2 separate regions of the Hordeum vulgare genome follow, and region 2 is linked to region 1. Evidence: chromatin contacts called from public Hi-C data. All regions are on one chromosome and are shown on one strand. Each heading gives the region's core, a stretch centred on a gene start, on an enhancer-like site or on the middle of the called end of the contact. The rest is flanking DNA. Distances are from core to core; before and after follow the strand shown.

Region 1 (3,954 bases), core at 506-3,005:
ACATTATCGCTGGCTGGAACATATCTGACCATATGGTATCCTTGAACATGCATTGAAAACATTATAAATATTCTAACAGATGAACTCTAAAATATGAAACAAGAGACCACACAGTTCCTGTACCCATTGTCACAAATCATCATAAATCATGATACATAGGTGTCGCACAACTCACTGCAAGCACATCGATCCTTGTGAATCTGAAGACATAGAATTATATTGTCTGAACAACATTTTTTAATTGAAAGGGGTCGAGTAAATCATAATAAAAAGGACAGACCCAGTGCACAGAAGCTCCCACACAAGGTGGGATCTGGGAAGGATTATAGGAACCTAGTCCAGAATAAAACAAAATAAATTGTTTGGTAGTATAGGACATAAAGTTCATCGTCCAGTGTGTGAACGTTAGTGCGACTCACTAGTCTCTACACGAGATGGTTCCATTTTTAAAGCAAACGATTGATGTCCACCACCCACTCCAACCTAAAATATCTTTGACCATTTCTGATCCACTTCCAGAAAATACTCCAGCGTCAAAATGTTAATCAATATTAAAAAAATGTTTTCCAGAGACCGGTCCATCAAATTCTATGCGATCAGCAACTGAGGAACCGCATGCGGAAACTGAAAAACATTACTTCGTCACTTTCTTCAGGATCTTATTTGTGCACGAACAGGTCACCTAGAACTCGTATGCCATTTTGTAAATGAACACGCATGCATTTGAAGCAAAAAAAAAAAGAAAAAAAATTCAAAACGGAGGGAACAGTGCTGGAGGTGCGCTAGCGCCGCACATCCGAGTTGACTCTGACAGAGACGAATTTCCCAAGCACTTCTATGAGAACTCATATATACTCGTAAGAGTAAAGGACACGTCACATGATAGTACTGAGCAATCTTCGTGGACGCAGACCAGCGGACAAAAAACGCACCAAAACCTAAATACGCAATCCACATATTATCCCTAACTAAAACAACCCAAGACCCAAATTCAGAGACGAGCGCCGGCATTTCACAAAACCCGCTTCAAACCCAAACTCTCGAGTAAAATACCCCTAAGTTGTGCGCGTGCAGATAAAAAGTGGTACTATCCAGACCAAAGTCAAAGCGACAATTGCAATGCCGATGGGTTTGGTGGGAAACATCGAAGCATCTGCACGTTGTGACAGCGGAGCGCATTTACTCAAATAAACAAATAAATGACGGGACACCCGAAACCCGCCTCGCTTGACAGCGAGAGCCCACCAGATTCCAGCCGCCGGAACCGATCGCGATTCGCGACGACCCCCGAATTCCTTCTTCCCCATCCAAAAAACCCCCCGCCTCCAACCGTGACCACGAATCCGCGAACCATGCCGTTCTGGGAAAGTCTCCGCGACCAGCGAGCAGCGCTGGACTGGGCACTAGGGTTTCCCGTGGAGGGGAGGGGAGGGGAGGGGAGCGAGCGTACCTCGAGAGGGGTGTAGAGGCGCAGCGCCTGGCCCTGGAAGAAGTGGTCGACGGCCTCGTTGGCCCCCGCCGCCGGCGGCCCGCGGGACGGCGCGCCCACGCTGCCGCCGCCTCCGACGGCCTCCATGCCGCCGCGCACGTCGCCGGAGAAGCAGCCCCCCATCCCCGATCTCGGACCTGGAGCGGCCGGAGGAGTTTGAGTTTGAACTTTGAAACGAGTGGACTTGTTTGAGAGCTGAGGGGGCGGAGAGACAGAGAGAGAGGGAGGGAGAGCGCGTTCGTTCGCAAATCCTGTCTCTAGAAAACAATATTTGTAGGCGTTTTTACGCGCACAAGAGTCGAGAGTCGAGACGGGCACGATGTTTTGGTCGAAGAAGAGGCCCACGCGTCTGTGCCTTGCCATGTTCCATTTTTGGAAACCAAGAGCTGCCGTTAGTTGCCTGATGGTTTTCCAAAAGGAAAAAAAGGCCCTGTTCTTCGGCACGCGGCAGCGCGGTGCACGGGAAAATGCTGAGAATCAAATCTGAGATCGCCGGGATACTTCGTGGAACAGAAGGGGCCTCATACGCGGTTCCGGATAACGGGAGAGCTGATCGATTGATCAGATGAAGCGACTCGAGCACATTAGGGCCGCGGGCATTATCCCGCATTACGGATGGCCTTTTTTTCTTCTTCTAACCAATGAAGAGTGAAGTTTGTTTTAAACCTTGAATTTGTATAGCTTGTTGTAATCAAACCTCAACCTCGAAATACACGTCCTCTACTCATTGATTCTGGTAAATTTTAACCTTGGACCTGTTTGGTGTGTCGGGGTAAAATCCATCCCAGCCCGGATTGCGATCTACGCTCAGTGACATCCGTATCCCCACATGTCATATACATCTTCTTTCCCCAGCCCCTTCTCTATCGTTATCCTAAGTGTCGGTCCTCATCGAGCACCTCCCCACCTCCACGGGCGGCTGAGCTGTTGGGGAACGTCGCATGGGAAACAAAAAATTTCCTACGCGCACGAAGACCTATCATGATGATGTCCATCTACGAGAGGGGATGAGTGATCTACGTACCCTTGTAGATCGTACAGCAGAAACGTTAGTGAACGCGGTTGATGTAGTGGAACGTCCTCACGTCCCTCGATCCGCCCCGCGAACAATCCCGCGATCAGTCCCACGATCTAGTACCGAACGGACGGCACCTCCACGTTCAGCACACGTACAGCTCGACGATGATCTCGGCCTTCTTGATCCAGCAAGAGAGACGGAGAGGTAGAAGAGTTCTCCGGCAGCGTGACGGCGCTCCGGAGGTTGGTGATGATCTCGTCTCAGCAGGGCTCCGCCCGAGCTCCGCAGAAACGCGATCTAGAGGAAAAACCGTGGAGGTATGTGGTCGGGCTGCCGTGGAAAAGTCGTCTCAAATCAGCCCTAAAACCTCCGTATATATAGGTGGGAGAGGGGGGGCCTTGCCTTGGGGCTCAAGGAGCCCCAAGGGGGTCGTCCGAGCCAAGGGGGAAGGTCTCCCCCCCAAACCGAGTTGGACTTGGTTTGGTGGGTGGGAGTCCTTCCTTCCCTTCCCACCTCCTTTTTTTTTTCTTTCTCTTTGATTTTTCTTCCAATGCGCATAGGGCCCCTTTTGGGCTGTCCCACCAGCCCACTAAGGGCTGGTGCGCCACCCTCAAGGCCTATGGGCTTCCCCGGGGTGGGTTGCTTGCCCCCCCGGTGAACTCCCGGAACCCATTCGTCATTCCCGGTACATTCCCGGTAACTCCGAAAACCTTCCGGTAATCAAATGAGGTCATCCTATATATCAATCTTCGTTTCCGGACCATTCCGGAAACCCTCGTGACGTCCGTGATCTCATCCGGGACTCCGAACAACATTCGGTAACCAACCATATAACTCAAATACGCATAAAACAACGTCGAACCTTAAGTGTGCAGACCCTGCGGGTTCGAGAACTATGTAGACATGACCCGAGAGACTTCTCGGTCAATATCCAATAGCGGGACCTGGATGCCCATATTGGATCCTACATATTCTACAAAGATCTTATTGTTTGAACCTCAGTGCCAAGGATTCATATAGTCCCGTATGTCATTCCCTTTGTCCTTCGGTATGTTACTTGCCCGAGATTCGATCGTTAGTATCCGCATACCTATTTCAATCTCGTTTACCGGCAAGTCTCTTTACTCGTTCCGTAATACAAGAATCCCGCAACTTACACTAAGTCACATTGCTTGCAAGGCTTGTGTGTGATGTTGCATTACCGAGTGGGCCCCGAGATACCTCTCCGTCACACGGAGTGACAAATCCCAGTCTTGATCCATACTAACTCAACTAACACCTTCGGAGATACCTGTAGAGCATCTTTATAGTCACCCAGTTACGTTGCGACGTTTGATACACACAAAGTATTCCTCCGGTGTCAGTGAGTTATATGATCTCATGGTCATAGGAACAAATACTTGACACGCAGAAAGCAGTAGCAACAAAATGACACGATCAACATGCT
Region 2 (3,954 bases), core at 811-3,310, 170 kb after region 1:
CATCATCATCGCCTAATTCATCGCCATTGCAATGTTGTGACGTTGATGTGCTTAGTGGGATCCTGTATAAGGTATGGTATTGAATAAGCTCACCACATATAAATGATACAAGGTAACTACAACTCTCACCCAACCTCAACGTACAGACTTAGACACCACACAGGAATCTGAAGATCCAAGCCCCAAGAACAACTCCAGGAAATCATATATGCAATCACAAAAAGTATATAGTGATGATTCTTGGAGAGCAGCATTTTGGCTCCCAGGCTCAGATGGGCCGAGGAGTGAACAGTGCCGCGAATTCAAATTGTAAACAATTTCCAAAATTCCATTTTTTGTCATGAAAGATGTTTGAGTGTGTGATGTCCGTGCCAAATCTGAAGAAGTTTGAACATTCGAGGAACTCGTGGAAAAAAAACAAATTCAGGTTTGAGAGACATTTGAAAAACAGTATTATTCATGCCTGGATTTGTCTTTTTTGCCGTGCGCTACTCGAATGTCCAAATATCACCAAATTTTGCACGAATATCACACACATACACATCTTTCTTGCAACAAAATAGGATTTTCTTGATTATTTATCTATTTTTAATTGTGATATCGTTCACCGGGTTCATCTAAGTCCGAACACTGAAGGGTGCTTTCGTGATTCTTGGTGATTGTCCGATACCTACATGCATATATTTTATTTTATTTGTAGATCATCAAAACTTAAAATGAAAAACCAGAACATCATATTTAGCATTTTGTTGAAGATAGAAACCACCCAAAACAACGCCAATCTCTTGATAATTAATAAACAAGGATAAAAATAGTGAGTGCAGCGTTTTGATTCCCAGGCTTATCTGCATCCAGTTTAAAATGAATTTTTAAAAATAACAAGTTATATAAAATAGCGTGACCCTTAAAAATGTGTTATTAGTGTACTATAGTGCGCTATAACGTGTTATTAACGAGACATTGCACGCATCAATTCAGTGAGCCAGTTTTCTAGCCTTTATATCGTGCTAGTAGCAGCGTTATAGCGGAAAGTGCCCTTCTGCTCCGGAGCTTAAATGGACTCGATGAACAGTAAAATAAAAAACAAATACATTTAACATATTCTAATTTTTTTTTGCAAATAACATTGACAAAAGGTCTAAGTGCATGCAAAAATTTGGCCCGAAGTAACATTTCTATAAGGCGTGACAAAACAAACAAAATCAATACTTTGAATATGCGCACTTTCAGAGTATCTATTTTGGTTTTTTTTTGTCACGTCTTATAGGAATGTTTTTTCAAGCCAAATTTTTTGCATTCACATAGAACTTTTGTCAATGTTGTTTATAAAAAAGGAATCGGAATTTGTTGAATTTTTTTTTGATTTTTTTTACAGAAACTCCATGTCCCGTTATATAGCGCGCTATTGTTTTCTAATAATAAAACCGTGCCCGGCTGAGGTGGGACTCCGCTTAGCTGAGCCAGGAAGCAATCCTGTCTAGGAAGAAACTTGAGGCTCGCTTGTCTTCTAGTGTTAGGCGACGCTGTAATGCAACATCGCACATGGCACTTGCTCCGTCCTTCTTCAGTTCTTCCCCAACTCCGAGAAAGCCAAGTCACCACCGACACGCAACATGCACCACCAAATCTCTACCCCTCAAATAGATTGACGTGTTCCACATTCATACCGAGAGGCGAGAGTATGCATGCATGCTACCTTCTCTCCCTCGCCATCACATGGCCAGCGGACATGGGGACAGGTAGCATCAACTGTTTCAGTTTCACCTGGACGATATCAGCATACCAGTTCACTGGTCATGTAGTTTTCATACATGTAGACACATCACCATCAGGTATTGTTGTTCCTGTAGTTTTCATCCGAATCGCCGTCGAATGACCGCATCTACGAGATCGCCAGCGAGAGACCGCGACGGCGTAAAGTTGAACAGCTAGCCATCTAACATTCCATGCTGAAAGGCAGGCATAAAAGAAAGGTCAGATCTGTTTACCAGATATATATCTCAACATCTGGGCAGTTGATCATCGATCAGCCTAACGGTTCCATCCCAGGCCGGTGTTAGTGGCCTTGGTGGGTGCGAGCATAGGCTGAGCTGTCTTCAGAGATGGAAGGAGAGCACAGGAGGGTGGCATGAGTGAAGACCTGATAGCGACGCCCCAACAAACTGGCCACACCACGGCGCCTTAAAGCCAAGATCATGGCCGTGGTATAAGAAAGAAAGAAAGAAACACGCCACTGCTAGGAAGCGAGCCTCTCTTGGTCTGACCACCATTGATCTCCAGCATAGCTAGCTAAGCACCGGGCAGCATGGGGAAGATGTGCTGCAGCAGCGAGTCGGAGGAGGAGGCGGGCTTCAGCTTCCTGGGGCTCCTCGTCGCGGCCGTCATCGCGTTGGTGTTCATGCTCCTCTGCACCCCACCGAAGCGGCGATCTGTCACCATCTACCCATGCTGCTGAGGCAGAGGCTGAGGAGTCCCCGCGGATCGCTGGTTTGCTGGGAGAAAGCTTCTTTGTTCATGGGAGGGAGCAGGCCAGGCAATGGCTCCTGGTTTTCTCCGGTTCAGAAATAATTTCTACTGTACTACTGAATTGTAGGACTCGTCGAAACTGTAAGCCATGTTTTTTATCGGTATAGTATTAGGCTGTCCATCTCCATCTGTGGCCTGAACTGATACATCTGGGGGAATAGATATCATCAAACTTGTTATGTTGCTTTCACTTGTCCTGTTCCCTTCTCTACTTCTCTCCTCTGTTTCTTTTTTCTTTTTCTTTTTCTTTTTTTATTTTTCTTTCAGATTCTTTTATATGATCGTAACATAAAATCCCAGAAGATTGACTATCTGTTAGCACAGCCAGGGTGCAATTAAATAACAGAAAAGTTCAGTGATATTTTTCTGGTGATCAAGTGGTTGTGTAGTGACTCCAGGAGGATGCACGTCTTAGTGCAAGTTCCTGTAGGAAAGCACTAACCAGAAACATGGCTACAAAATAGTTCAAGACTAGACCAAAGATTCTACACTTGTTGGCAGATCTGAAAATTCTACCAGGCAGTCTGAAGAAGACCATCATTCAACTGTTTGATTTTCTATTTATCAGTTAGATAATTGTGACTGCATCTTAAGCCGCATCAGGCCGGTAGGTATTGCTTTGCGGTTCATGCCTATCTATCTTTGTTTGTCTACTAATAGGCTCTTTCCCCTGGCAGAATCTCAGACTCGAGTACACCTCTGTAAACTCTCCAGTCTCCAGAAGGACCTATATACCTGCAGAAAGTCACCTCCTTCTGAATTTTTGCCCTTGTGTATAATTCGCCTGAATGTCTGCACTCTACAAATTCAGGAACCTTAGTTAGATAACTAGTTTATTGGAGATCCATGAACATCTGCTGAGTCATCTAGATCTCACTGGCCGCAACGATCTCTTCAGTTCTATCTGAATTCTTGCACTGAAACTTCTTCTTGGAAACTATTCCATTCAGATAGGGCTGGCTTGACGTCACTTTCTACTGAAAGTGAGGACGGAAATGAAAACCCCAGGGTTGTCATTTGTCAATGCCATGAGATGAACTAATCCTGTAAACTTTTTGAAGTGGTGCGTCAGACGAAACCTAGGACCGCTTCTGAGAACAAAAGAAGGTGCAATATAGGAGTAGGAGAGAACGCTCTAAGCTGATACCAGCTCGCACCGCTCGCTCACTGCGACGCAAGATAACTTAGATAAGGGGGACTTGAAGATCAAGGTGAGAATATTGTCATCGCCTGCAACTGCAAATGGCTCGTTGCGCAGTTGGATGGCCACACGCAGATGGAAGATTTTGGCAGCTTCTGCGGTGACGACGCAACCGCCGCTTGAACCTGTGCGCTCGGACCAAAATCAATGTTTTGACTCGACGACTGGAGGCAGAAAATTCCTATTTGCCGCTAATTGCGGCAAGTTGTAGCTGCGACACACAGGAA

The links. Hi-C and Micro-C count contacts between places; a contact is called where the count stands out from the background.
Region 2: a Hi-C map of seedling shows a contact between it and region 1, with 5 times the contacts expected there. The contact joins the promoter of LOC123412065 here to the promoter of LOC123440296 in region 1. A contact is called at or near these places in 3 of 6 Hi-C or Micro-C datasets (leaf and seedling) and 1 of 1 datasets of contacts at active chromatin or transcription factors (embryo).

What each region holds. Positions count from the first base shown.
Region 1 is chr1H:398,182,505-398,186,458 of MorexV3_pseudomolecules_assembly, forward strand. It overlaps LOC123440296 (protein BONZAI 3-like), which reads right to left and starts at 1,756. Exons shown (of 16, transcript XM_045116882.1): 1 at 1,451-1,756. The coding sequence starts at 1,612.
Region 2 is chr1H:398,356,832-398,360,785 of MorexV3_pseudomolecules_assembly, forward strand. It overlaps LOC123412065, which reads left to right and starts at 2,061. Exons shown (of 1, transcript XM_045105021.1): 1 at 2,061-2,716. The coding sequence starts at 2,306. The coding sequence ends at 2,455.